Regions from separate parts of the Pan troglodytes genome. Here region 2 is linked to region 1. A link is a contact called in public Hi-C data. All regions are on one chromosome and are shown on one strand. Each heading gives the region's core, a stretch centred on a gene start, on an enhancer-like site or on the middle of the called end of the contact. The rest is flanking DNA. Distances are from core to core; before and after follow the strand shown.

What was found. A called contact is a pair of places that touch in the nucleus more often than the background predicts.
Region 2: a contact with region 1 is called in a Hi-C map of induced pluripotent stem cells, with 6 times the contacts expected there. The contact joins the promoter of TBX5 here to the promoter of LHX5 in region 1. A contact is called at or near these places in 2 of 7 Hi-C or Micro-C datasets (induced pluripotent stem cells and stem cell-derived neural progenitor cells).

What each region holds. Positions count from the first base shown.
Region 1 is chr10:120,292,424-120,298,845 of NHGRI_mPanTro3-v2.0_pri, reverse strand. LHX5 (LIM homeobox 5) reads left to right here and starts at 2,434. Exons shown (of 5, transcript XM_001153819.5): 1 at 2,434-3,057; 2 at 5,037-5,260; 3 at 5,978-6,255. The coding sequence starts at 2,885.
Region 2 is chr10:121,228,885-121,235,306 of NHGRI_mPanTro3-v2.0_pri, reverse strand. TBX5 (T-box transcription factor 5) reads left to right here and starts at 2,739. Exons shown (of 9, transcript XM_509400.9): 1 at 2,739-3,471. LOC134807512 (a long non-coding RNA gene) reads right to left here and starts at 2,614. Exons shown (of 2, transcript XR_010148159.1): 1 at 2,282-2,614; 2 at 1-1,823.

The DNA of each region.
Region 1 (6,422 bases), core at 1,185-3,684:
TTCTGAGCATAAGAGAAAAACGGCGACAGAAAGGAAAACAGAGATGTGGTGAGAACTCGGGAGAGACAGAAAAAGCCTAGTGAGACAAAGACGGAGAAGGCAGCACAGTTCACCTCTGCCGGGAGCCTGAGCACCTCTCTCCTCTTCGGGTTCTTATTTCTTTCCAGCTCTGCCCCTGCCAGAGCTCAAGGATCCTTTAAGCCCAGGCGGGCAGGGCCAAGTGCTGCCAGAAACTGCAGTTCCATTTGAAGTCTCTCATGGCCGAGCCTAGGAGGCCAAGTGAGATTCATCCTGCCTGTTCCTGGTTGAGCTGGGCTCTAACCAGCGTTACTACTATGCTCTGTAGATCCCTGTCCCCTGACAAGCTAGAGGGTCAGGTAACAGCACCAACAAGCAGAAGCTGCCCGGGTTAGGGATTCCTTTTCCAGCGGGCTGGCTGGTGAGTCAATGTTCCACTCTGTAACCAGCACTCACCAATTCCCTGTCCCTAGCAAGATCACCTCCCCTAGATACTGTGGCGGACAGTGCTAGGCCTGAGAGGAAGGGGGACAAGTGGGCATCCCTGAGCCCCAACGCAGGCATCCACAAATCCTGCTCCCTCAACCTCCGAATCCACAAAGGTAAGCGCAGCTAGGAGTACACACACAAACACAAATACAAACATAACCCCCTCACACACACATACACACACACAAAAGCCTACAGGAGTTGCATAAACAAAAAACTACTGTTTGCACAAATACACACATTTGCAGGCACACACACACAGCGACTGGCACACAAACATAGCTCTTCAGAATTCTGCACTCACAAACACAACCAAGCCAGCTCAGTCTCATACACACAGGGTCTCAAGCATGCACGCCCTCACCTACACACAAACACACACATTCAGATTTTTCAAAGTACACCTTCACATCAATGCTTGCAAACACAGACACAAACACTCTTACGTGAATGCACACGTACACATGAAAACACCCTCACATTTATGCGTCCTCAAATAAGCAAACACACATAGGCACAGACCAACAAAAATAAAAGTGCACACAGTGATAAACACAAACATTAGCAGGACCACACACAATTACAAACACAAGAATCTGCACACACGAAAACGCACACGCAGAAATTTACTCACAGGATTGATGGTACTAACACAATAAACAGACGCAAAAATGGAATTCTCAAACAGCGAGTATACACTAACAAGCTCAGGAAACACACCCAAACAAACATTCACAGCCAAGTGCTGGCACAAACCCTTCTAGCTCCAGCCCTTGGTCCCAGGCCCTACTCCCTCAGCCCCCTTTCCAGAAGCGAAAGGAAAATCCTGGTTGCCCATTCCCGGCTTCCCCAACTAGGATCCCTGGTGGCCACGCTGGCCCCAGGGGAAAGGAGGCCTGGTCCCTTCTACTCAGACCCACACACCCCCTCCTCACGCACACCTGCCAACATCCCCCCTCCCCCTTAACACACACACACTCTCTCTCCTCACACTCTGGGCGCCCTGCCGAGCACGGAACACACGTGCGCCACTTCTCCTGCGCCCAATGAGGGGACGAACTTGCACACCCAGCCCGCACGGCGTGAATACAAACAGCGCTCTCATAGTCGCTGGTGTCCCCCGCCTCAGCCGTACGACCCACTCACCACAGTGCCCCATAGGCTGACCTGGAATCTGGAAGGTGCAGCGAGGAAAGGAGAGACGTGGTGAGTGCCACCTCCGAGCTGTCTGCGGGAAGACCCGTCCACCCTGAATCTCCCCCTGTCCACATCTCCCTCAGAGCCCCGTGAGCAGCGCACTCAGGCCTGAAACTCTGGAGTTCGGGACCAGGCCAAATGGCACCCCTCCTCCTCCCCCGCCTCCCCACCCTGGGCCTGGGCCTGGGCTCGGCGGCCGGGCGGGGAAAACTACCCAGGCCGCGCGGTCTCCACTAGCTCTCTCCATGAGAAAGGCCCGGCTGGGCCCCAGCCCCGTGTATGACAAAAAGAAGCCGGGGCCGGCTCCGGGAGCCGGGAGAACCGCGCTGACGCAGCTTCAGGGCGCAGAGGGGGCGCGGGGGTGGGGGAATCCAATCTGGGCTGGCTGGGCTGGAGAAGGGGAGCGAAGTGTGGGGCGTGGGGCAACTTCTGCAAGTTCCAGGGATGGCGAAGGGGGCAGGGGTACCTCCCGGACTAGGCCTTGGAACCCGTGACCCCCAAATATTTGTGAGGAGAAAGAGAGAGGAAGAGAGACGCAGTTTTCGTTTCGCGCTGCCCCCGCCCCGTCAGCCCCAAACTGGAAGGTAAATACTTACTTAGCCTCCGAACCAGGTACAAGCTAATACTCAACAATACTGATGCCTTGTTTTTTTTGCTCTGTCCGGACCGCAACGCTGTAGCCAATTTAGATATGCTATAAATTTAAGAGGTTGCCATGGCCACGGTGCGCCCATTGGCCGCTGGGCCCCCTACGTGCAGCGCCACGTCACCAAATCTGAATAAGGATGCGCGAATTACGCGGCGACCAGACAAAGATGAGGATCCGGACCGCTTGAAAGTGGGGGAAAGTGCCGGCGCCTCCGCCACCGGGGAAAGCCGCTCCGCAGCGCCGAGGCCAGCAGCCACCCGAGATACCTGGGGAAGCCCAGAACAGGCGCCGGGGCGTGCGGCCCGTGGCATGAGGTTGTGAAAGCCACCCGCCTCCCACCACCCCACTCCGGGCAGCCCAGCGCCAGGCCAGAGATTGCCCAAGGACTTGACCGGCTGAGTCTTGGTCCGGACCAGACTCGCCCTGCAGCTGCTGAGACAAGAGGCGAAGGGCAGCGGAGGGCCCGGCAGGCCCGAGGGCCAGGGGCCCAAAGGGAGGGCAAGGCGGCCGAAGCCGCCGGGGCGCGGGGCTATGATGGTGCACTGCGCCGGTTGCGAGCGGCCCATCCTCGACCGCTTTCTGCTGAACGTGCTGGACCGCGCGTGGCACATCAAATGTGTTCAGTGCTGCGAGTGCAAAACCAACCTCTCGGAGAAGTGCTTCTCGCGCGAGGGCAAGCTCTACTGCAAAAATGACTTTTTCAGGTAAGAGGCCGCGCCGCTCGCTGCCTGCGCGCCCACCCTGAGCGCGCTCTACCGGGGCGCTGGGGAAGGGGAGACCCCCATCCCCATCCCAGCCTCCCCGGATCACAAGCTTAGATGGGGAGCGGGCAGCACTTTGCTCTCCTCCTGTCCTTGGTCCAGGAAAGGTCCCGAGCCCAGGCGGAGGAAGAAGGACGCTGCTTCGCTGCCTCACGTTGGCTCGAGGCCGGCTCAGAGCGCTGGCGGGGCAGAGGGAGGAAGCCCTGACAAACTTGGTATCCACTCCTCTCCGCCCCTTCCAAGCAGCTGCAACCCCAAGACAGAAGCTTCAAGCCCCGTCCCGAGAGAGAGGAAGGATTTTCGCATGAGTTAGAGACGCCTAAAGGCTTCTCGCTCCAGGCAGAATGTGTGAGCCCATCGGCCGCAATCCCAAACAGAAACTTCTCAGCTCCAGAGGGGACCCAGCGAGGAAGGTCTCCCCTGGTGATGGGAGGAGAGAACCTCCCCCACCCACCTCCCAACCCCTTAAACATTTCCTCCCATGTTGAAAAGCAGAAACGAAATCGAGGCTGAGAATCAGGACCTCTGGGGTCTAGACTGGGCTGTGGCACCTCCCCAGCCCCCCTACCCCTGTGGGCCCTCTGGCTGGCCAGGGCAGATCACCTCTGTGGGCCTCAGTTTCCCCAGCCTGGAAGCCAGTGGAGTTTGGGGCAGCTGAGCCCTGCCTGTTTCCTCTGGGCACCCAGAGCCGGCTTTGTGAACAGGAATTCCCCGCGCTGAGGAATGGGGGCGTGAATCACGCCATAGAGAAAGGCAGCCTGCCGGCCCCAGCGACTCCGCACTGGGAATTTGAATGGGAGAAAATGTCAGCCGCTCCTTTACACGTGTTAACTCCCTGGACCCGGAGGCCCGATGCCCCTAATGTAGCAGTGCTTGCAAAGCGCCTAATGATTTTTGATAAGGTGCATATGGCCAATTACGCTGCCGGATAAGGCCAAAAGTGACTTATGGCTTCTAATGCCCTCACTACATCAATGTCACCCAAATTCGCCCTGTTTAGAGACATGGGTGTGAGTAGATGTGGGGTCCCTAGAGTCCTGGGTCCTCCCCCACCCCACCCCCAACCTGAGCCTCACCCATCTCCTATTTCGGGGGAGGCTGGCTTTCTCCCTGAGCTCAAAGAAGAAAGAAAAGGAATGAGATCAGGAACGCGGGAAAGCAGGGATTTGAGAGATTCCTGTCCTGGCCTTGCAGGGTCTATGATTGTCCTCTATTCACATTCCCCTGCTGCCTGCCAGGCCAGAGGTTTAGGGGGGCTGAAACTCATCCCTGCTCTCTAGGGTCCATCACTATGAGGCCCTGCTGTCCACAGCTCCTGATTAGCTCCAGCGGGTCCCAGAGCGGTGGATTGGAAAGCCTCTCCATTGGTACTGGAAAACAGTGGAAGGTTCCCTCCTTTCTGCTTCCTCCTTCCAGCCTAGGAGAAGGGCTCCCCACCTCATGGCTAGGCTCAGCCAGCCAGGCAGATTGGCCCTAGCTAGGCACCAGCAGACTAGAAAGGATCCAGGAGGCAAAGCCACCAAGTGGCCCAAACCCTCCCCGCCTGGCTTCAAATCATTCATGGACTCTGAGTTTGCCTGCAGCAGCCCAGGCAGGCCTGGCAGGGGTTGGGTTTGGGGGAGGACATCTTGGGGTGCTCTGGGCTCTCTTCTTGGCTGAACGCTGCACCCACTGCTCACCCCTTCCCAGCTCAGGAGAATCTGAAAAGTCCCAATGGAGGCATGGCAGTCCCAGTCCCAAAAGCAGCTCAGGACATTTGTCCCACTTCTCCCACTCTGGCCAGAGCGCTCAGGATTGGGGTTCCGTTTGACAGATATGGAAATGGGGACTTCACCGAAGCCAGGTCGGGTGGGAAGAGGTCAGGGGCTGGGGAGGGCTGGATGCAGTCCCACCCCATAGTGACGGGCACATTGTGTCCACAGGCGCTTTGGCACCAAATGCGCCGGCTGCGCGCAAGGCATCTCGCCCAGCGACCTGGTGCGCAAGGCCCGGAGCAAAGTCTTTCACCTCAACTGTTTCACCTGCATGGTGTGTAACAAGCAGCTGTCCACCGGCGAGGAGCTCTACGTCATCGACGAGAACAAGTTCGTGTGCAAAGACGACTACCTGAGCTCATCCAGCCTCAAGGAGGGCAGCCTCAACTCAGGTAGGAAGCCTGGGCCCCTCACTAGCCTTAGGCCTTAGCACCCTCCCACCGTGCCCAGCCTGGCACTCCCTACTTGGCCCCCGGTGTGCTGTCTGTGCTGAGCTTGGAGCTCATCAGCCCCAGGCAGTTCTAGGGCAAGGCAAGGGGGTTAGAGGCTAGAGAAGAGAAGTGGCTTTGGAGCAGGTTTTACAGGGGATCTGAGACGTGCCAGCTCTGCCTCACCCTCCTCCAATTCAGAAGCCTTTTCCAAGTTGCCCTCCTCCCCTAATTTGGAAGCGCACAATTCCCCCTTATGTGTCATTTGAGCTCCAGGTAATTTCTTGATGCACTGGAAGGACATTAATTGAGGTCTGGAGAGAGGAGGGAAGAGAGAGGAAGATCCAAGCCCCAAGGGAATCTGTGCCCTCCTTGTCCCCTCTCCTTGAAAGTGGGAGTTCTCCAGAGGGTACGCGTCCCCCTACCCTTACCCAGGTACTAGCTGAGACGCGCGGAGAGGGCTTAAGAGCGCCCCTCCAAAGGCCCAGCCCCTCCTGGAGAGAGTGGGCGGGCACCGGGTCCCTGGGGGAGGGGCTGTCGCAGGTTTGGGAGGGAATCCAGCGGGGCCGGCCGTAGCCTGGGCAGGCCGTAGCTTGGGCCGGCGGGAACCCGCCACTGGATTGCAGAGGCGTCTGGCCGTCGCTGACGCCGCTGTCCCCTTCCCGATCCGTCCGCCCGCAGTGTCATCCTGTACGGACCGCAGTTTGTCCCCGGACCTCCAGGACGCACTGCAGGACGACCCCAAAGAGACGGACAACTCGACCTCGTCGGACAAGGAGACGGCCAACAACGAGAACGAGGAGCAGAACTCGGGCACCAAGCGGCGCGGCCCCCGCACCACCATCAAGGCCAAGCAGCTGGAGACGCTCAAGGCTGCCTTCGCCGCCACGCCCAAGCCCACACGCCACATCCGCGAGCAGCTGGCGCAGGAGACCGGCCTCAACATGCGCGTCATCCAGGTGCGGCCCGGGGCGGGCACAGCTCCTTAGCCCCGCTGGCCTGGGAGCCGGGAGCCTCGGAGGAGTCTCCCGCCAAGCTTCCTTGGCTACGAGCGCGCCTGGTTCTGGTCTGGGAGCAGACCGTGCGCCCGAGTTGGGCACTTGCCCGAGGTCGGGGACTGTGAACC
Region 2 (6,422 bases), core at 1,490-3,989, 940 kb before region 1:
GAAGTTTCATCTCTGGTTTTGACTCTGGCCCTTTGAGCGAGCTTAACACGTGTGGACTTAATTTCCCTTTCTTTCTTGCTTCCTTTTCTTTCCCCCCACCCCCACCTTGTGAGGGAACAAGAAAAATAGTCTGCTCTGTCGACAGCGCGACACTGTTCCGTTTGCCAAAGAAAATTTGTCTTTCCAGAGTCCCAGAGAGCAGTGGGTTCCTATGTTTCCAACGAGCCCTTCAATTGAGGGAGGAGGTATCCAGACAGGCCCCCCACCTTCACCCCAGACCTAGACATATTAGTTCGAGTCTCTCTCTTGCAGGGTTACAGACCTGGAATGCCCTATGTTTCTTCCCCCTACCCCAAACATTTTGGGAGACCTATCAGTGGGTTTTGACCTGCAGGATGGTTGAAGTTCTTAGGCTCAGTGTGACCCTGGGGGTACTCCATGGTCTCCCAGATGGGACCCTCACCTTTCTAGGCTGGGCACTTCCCAAATTGGAGGAGATAAGAACAGTGGCATCCTTGTGTCCAAGCAGCACACGCTTCCACCTTTCTGCTCTTTGAAGTGTGTAAATTTTTAGCATTGGGATCCTTCTCAGCTGGGCCTCGAAATGATATCCCCTCTTCCAGTTCTCATTTCATTACCCTGAACAGGAAAAACAAAAAAACCAAAACAAAGAAAAACCCAACCACCACCACCACAACAAAAAACCCTCACCCTCCAAACTTGGAGAGGAAAGAGGACGATTGTCATCTAAAGCACACAAAGCAACACTAACATGAATGAGGAGAGCAGCGATAATAATTCTTGGTGGAAATATTGGAGGAGAGTATTGGACACTCAATAATCATAATAGTAACAGCCAGTATCCTTCCCACATACTTCCGGTCAAAAGTGGGGAAACCAGAAACCGAATAAAACATTGGGAAGAGACATACTGTGTTCCTGGAAAAAATATAACAGAGCCAGATTTAACTCGGTGAGAGGGAAAGTGACCCCCTTGAGAAACCAGGGAATGTCTCACCCTCAGACCAACCCTTTCTTTTGCAAATTGAATTGGTCAAAGTTTAGTTTTGTCATCATTTCTATTGTTATAATTCTTATTCATTTTCCCAGCCCCGTCCACACTTCTATTTTTCACCACCCCCACGCCCCACAAGTTGCCACCGGGTCAGGTGGGGACATATCCGGAGAGAAATAGAAAGGGATGCATTTTAAAGCGAGTTCTCTTTTGAGAGGAAAACAATGGGTAGTTTTGGAAGTGTCTTTCTTAAAAACGGAAGGAGAAAGTGAAGAAAAAAATTATCAACAGCAATGGGCCCCTTTGGTTTGGGTTTTGACTTTTTAAAGAGGAACCTCTGCTGTCCTGTTGCAGTATTAAAATCAGGGCAGGAATTTTGCAAAATGAGAAAAATAAACTTCGGGAGAAAGCCCAGCTGGGAGCAGCTTCGGGAAAGCGACAGTCCTCCTAAAGGAGGAAGGGAGGATGCGCGCTGTAGCCGGCTCCGGAGTTTACTGCCCGAACGATTGGGGAAAAGAACGAGGATTCTCAAATCTAGTTGCGATCTCTCGTCTCTCCTTTATTCTGTTCGTGGTGCGGGCTTCGGAGCGTCTGGGAAAGCCAGTCTGTGAAGCTGGACTTGCAGAATCCTTTGAACGCCGGTCCAGGTGGCTGCAGGGCCCGCGGTCCGGGATGCCAGAGAAAGGAACCACACGGAAAAGACGCTACGCTCGGAGTTTCGCCTTTTCCTTGCAGCCCCGGCGGGGCCTAGGCCTCGGTTTCCGGCCCACCTCGGCTCAGAGGTCAAGTAGGAACTCATCTCGTCGACCTAGGGTTTGGGAGAAGGATTTCGGGTTGCGTTCTTGGCATCTGGGAGCAAACACGAGCCTCGGATTTGGGGACGTATCGTTATTAACAACTTGGGAAACGAAAGCGAAGCTCGGGGCAGCCACTGCAGCCTGGCTGAGAGAAAGGACGCGGGTTGTGCTCTCTGGAAGCAAAGGGGTCTGCGGCCCAGCTGGCCTGGGAGCTTGTGGCCGGCGCTGGAAGCTGCCCGCTCTCCCCGCGGGCCTGACCTTGGCTCCCGCCGCAGCTCTGCCGGCCGACTGCCTCCCTGCACATTTTGCTGCCGTTCCAGTCCTTACAGGACCGGGCCTGGAGCCAGGCCATGCTTCGGAAAGCCCTGGGGGTTGGGGACGCGCAAAACCCAGAATCGAACCCCGAAGCTGGGGGCAAGTCCAGATTCAGACGTCCAGCTCCCTCGGGACCACTTGGCGGAGAACTTACCCTTCCGGAAGGCCCGACGCTCTCCGGCTCTGTGCTGGGCAGGCCTAGCTCTTCTCTCGGCGCCACCAGGGGCGTCTACGCGGTACGTTTTGCAACTCAACCTAGTGGGTTTCCAGCGGTGCGCAAAAGTTTGCGAGCATCCACCACTGCGCTGCTTAGAAATTGTGCCCATTGATCAGACTAAAAATAATAGTCGTCGTGATTACAAAACAAAATAGAGTGCCTCGTGCCTCGGCGGGCCCTGGTACAATAATTATTCTCTACAGAAATCACCTCTCTCCACTCCCACCCCTACTCCACCACCCACTCTCACCCCGCCCCTGCCGGGCCACTCTGGGACGAATTGCATTCTTGGACCTTTCTCTCCGCAAGGCACATTACGGAGAACTCCCTCTGTCTCGTGTCCCCTCCACGACAACCCAGTAATTATTTCTATGCAAGTCTGCAAGAGGGCACTGAGTTATCGCATCCCCAGCCTAACCAGCTAGAGCGGCGCCTCGGTATTCATTTGCCAAGAGCTCCTCCGCGGGGGATTTAAAAAAATAATAATAATAAGGATCCCATGCCTTATGCAAGAGACCTCGGTCCCCCGGAACAACTCGATTTCCTTCCAATAGAGGTCTGAGGTGGACTCCCACCTCCCTTCGTGAAGAGTTCCCTCCTCTCCCCCTTCCTAAGAAAGTCGATCTTGGCTCTATTTGTGTCTTATGTTCATCACCCTCATTTCTCCGGAGAAAGCCGGGCTGGTTTATGTCTTTATTTATTCCCGGGGCCAAGACGTCCGGGACTTGTGGCTGCGCAGACCCGGCACTGATAGGCGAAGACGGAGAGAAATTTACCTCCCGCCGCTGCCCCCCAGCCAAACGTGACAGCGCGCGGGCCGGTTGCGTGACTCGTGACGTCTCCAAGTCCTATAGGTGCAGCGGCTGGTGAGATAGTCGCTATCGCCTGGTTGCCTCTTTATTTTACTGGGGTATGCCTGGTAATAAACAGTAATATTTAATTTGTCGGAGACCACAAACCAACTTTGAGCTGGGAGATACGTGCTCTTCTTGACAGACGTTGGAAGAAGACCTGGCCTAAAGAGGTCTCTTTTGGTGGTCCTTTTCAAAGTCTTCACCTGAGCCCTCCTCTCCAGCGAGGCGCACTCCTGGCTTTTGCGCTACAAAGAAGAGGTGGGATAGTTGGAGGTGAGTTTCACCCCGGAGGACTAAGGGGGGAAATAGGTTTCTCTTTGCACTTGGCCCTCCTTGGCTTTTCACCCCGTCTTGGTCTTGCTGAATCTTCTCTTGCTGTGCTGCTACTTTTCATGAACGAAATAAGAATGGCTTCGTGTGTCACCTGGCAAGAATGGATTCTCTCGAAAGGTTTGAAAATCCCTATTTTGCTTGGTGGCCCAGACCATCTGTGCTCAATGAGCTAAGCAAATCTGGCTGGGCTATTACCTGGGAGAGTCCAGATTTTTCCTCTCTGGAGGGGCCTGAAGATTATTTATGGGAATTAATTTTATCCCCAAATCTCTGAGAACCTAAAGGGATTGGGAAGGTCTTTCTGGATTTCCCTTTCCCTCTACTGGAGATGTAGCGGTTCAGCCTTCTTCCGATGCCATGTTTGTTTTTCGTGTCTTCCGCCTAGGGTCGCCTTGTTAGCAAGCCCAAAGGCCTCCAAGCTGACTTGGAGGGTGAGGGTGTTTTCACAAATAAATAAATCGCCTGGGCAAAGGGAAAAGATCTGTTTGCAAACAAACCTGGAAGGTGGAGTGAGCACCATAGCAAAGGAGGGCTGGCTTTCTCCCTGGTTGCCCCACATTCAGGGTTGGAGATTCTCCACTTTGGCATTTTGCAGCAATGGCCTGGCCTGGGATTTTAGCAGAGCAGTCACAGAGGGTTACACAGCTGCTGATCTCGGGGCATTTCTCCTCCCTCCATCCCTTTCTCCAGACCTTGACTTGCAGGCCCAAGTCTCTTATCAGAACCCTAGAAAAATCAGTATGATGGGGGTACAGGAGGTAAGGATGGGAAACAGAACAGGACTCCTGACATTTACTCCAAGCACCAATATTCGGTGTCCCAATCTGGGTCTGCTCAGGCTGAGACCTACTGACTGTGTTTATGCTTTTATTGACCTCTTCAACTCACCCTAAAAAAAAAAAAAAAAAACACACACACATCTCAGAGAGGGGAAGGGCAAGGAGAGGAGACCAGTGGAGATGAAAACCCTAGCCAGTCCCCAGTGACTGTTTGATTATTTTAATAAAACTGGGCACTGCCTTGTGTACACCTGGAGCAGGGGAGGTCTGGTGGCCCCACTGGGTGGGGGGTGGGGGCCCGCAGCGATTTCTTAGCATCTTTGATCTCGGCCCCCATCCCAATGCACCTTCACCCTGCCTTCACCCCAGAGTCGTTGAGAGTAGGGGTGATGAGTAGGGGGTGGAGGGGAGATGTCAGGAAGGCGAGCGCCGGCCAGGCGGGGTCAGGCAGCTCTCCTTCTCGAGGTCAGCGTTGGAGAGAATGTCTGCAAGGCTGCGGAGGCCCGCGGTGTGTTTGTGTGTGTGCGTCCAGACTCGGTTCTCTGCACCGCCAGCGTCACTGAGATTACTTCCCGGTTAGAAGCCGACCGCGTTTGAAATGATTTGTGCAGGAGTTTTTGCAGCCACCGCTTGCTCAGAGAAGCAGAGATGGATGGAGGTTGGGAAAGGGGTAGAGAGGAGGGAGTTATTGCAGGTCTGGGTTGAGAGTCGTATTGTGATTTGAGGGTTCGGGAAATCTAGTGGAAATTTGGGGTGGGGGGAAGGGAGGTCGGGAGGGTGGGAGGGAGAGAGAAGGGGGAGGGCGACAGAGTGCAGTGGGAGCTAGTTGGATAGGCGATTTCAGTACTTTGTGAGCATCGAGGCAACCCAACGTCACTGTGCTCAGCTGAGTTGGCTTGTATTTCAGAGAGAGAGAGAGAGGGAGAGAGAGTGAGAGAGACTGACTCTTACCTCGAATCCGGGAAGTTTAATCCTGAAAGCTGCGCTCAGAAAGGACTTCGACCATTCACTGGGCTTCCAACTTTCCCTCCCTGGGGGTGTAAAGGAGGAGCGGGGCACTGAGATTATATGGTTGCCGGTGCTCTTGGAGGCTATTTTGTGTTCTTTGGCGCTTGCCAACTGGGAAGTATTTAGGGAGAGCAAGCGCACAGCAGAGGAGGTGTGTGTTGGAGGTGGGCAGTCGCCGCGGAGGCTCCAGCGGTAGGTGCGCCCTAGTAGGCAGCAGTAGCCGCTATTCTGGGTAAGCAGTAAACCCCGCATAAACCCCGGAGCCACCATGCCTGCTCCCCCGCCTCACCGCCGGCTTCCCTGCTAGGAGCAGCAGAGGATGTGGTGAATGCACCGGCTTCACCGAACGAGGTAACCGTGCCGGCAGATGGCCCGGGAGGCTCAGGAGGGAGCTCGTCGGCCGAGTCGGCTGGGGCGGCGGGAATGGCGGATTCCAGCCCGGCTTTGCATTCTGCAGAGCACAGCTTGCAGAGATTTTGCGCGGCTCGGAGCTCCCCGGCAAATGGAGTCCGGGAGGCCGCCGCGGCTGGCGGAGCGGCATTGAGGTTTGCAGAAGCACGGCCTGGTTCTGTCAAACCGCATCTTGTTCGCCTCCGCCAGCCCAGAGCTCCCCGGGACCCTGGCGAGGGCGCGGCGTAGGATTCTCCCCGCGGCCGGCAGTGAATGGGAGCGCGTGTGGGGGCGCCAGCCCTGCTTTCTTTTGTTGTGAGTAGGCTGCGGGGCTCCAGTCGCCGCCTCCCTGAAGCCCCGAGAACGAGGCGAAGAAAGCTGCTTGCAAGTCAGGCCTCAGAAGCTGTCCTTCTCCTCGGCCCCATTTCTAGATCTCTGGCCACAGCAAGTCAGGGTGGGATCTGGCCCCTTGCTTAAGCAGCTGCTGAGGTTTTGGGGGACCATCACTTGTGCCCGCTTCCCAAAGTCTTCCCGTTCTAGAGGGAATTCCTACTTGCGTGTAGAAGAGATTGGAAGGAGATCAGAGAGCAGGAGACAGGCTCATCGGGCTTGAACAGCTCTGCGGCAGTTATTTTGTGTGTTCTAACCTCATACGCCTGCAAACCCGGGCCGTTCTATGCATTGCGGGGACCCGGGCTGCAGATTCAATGTCTC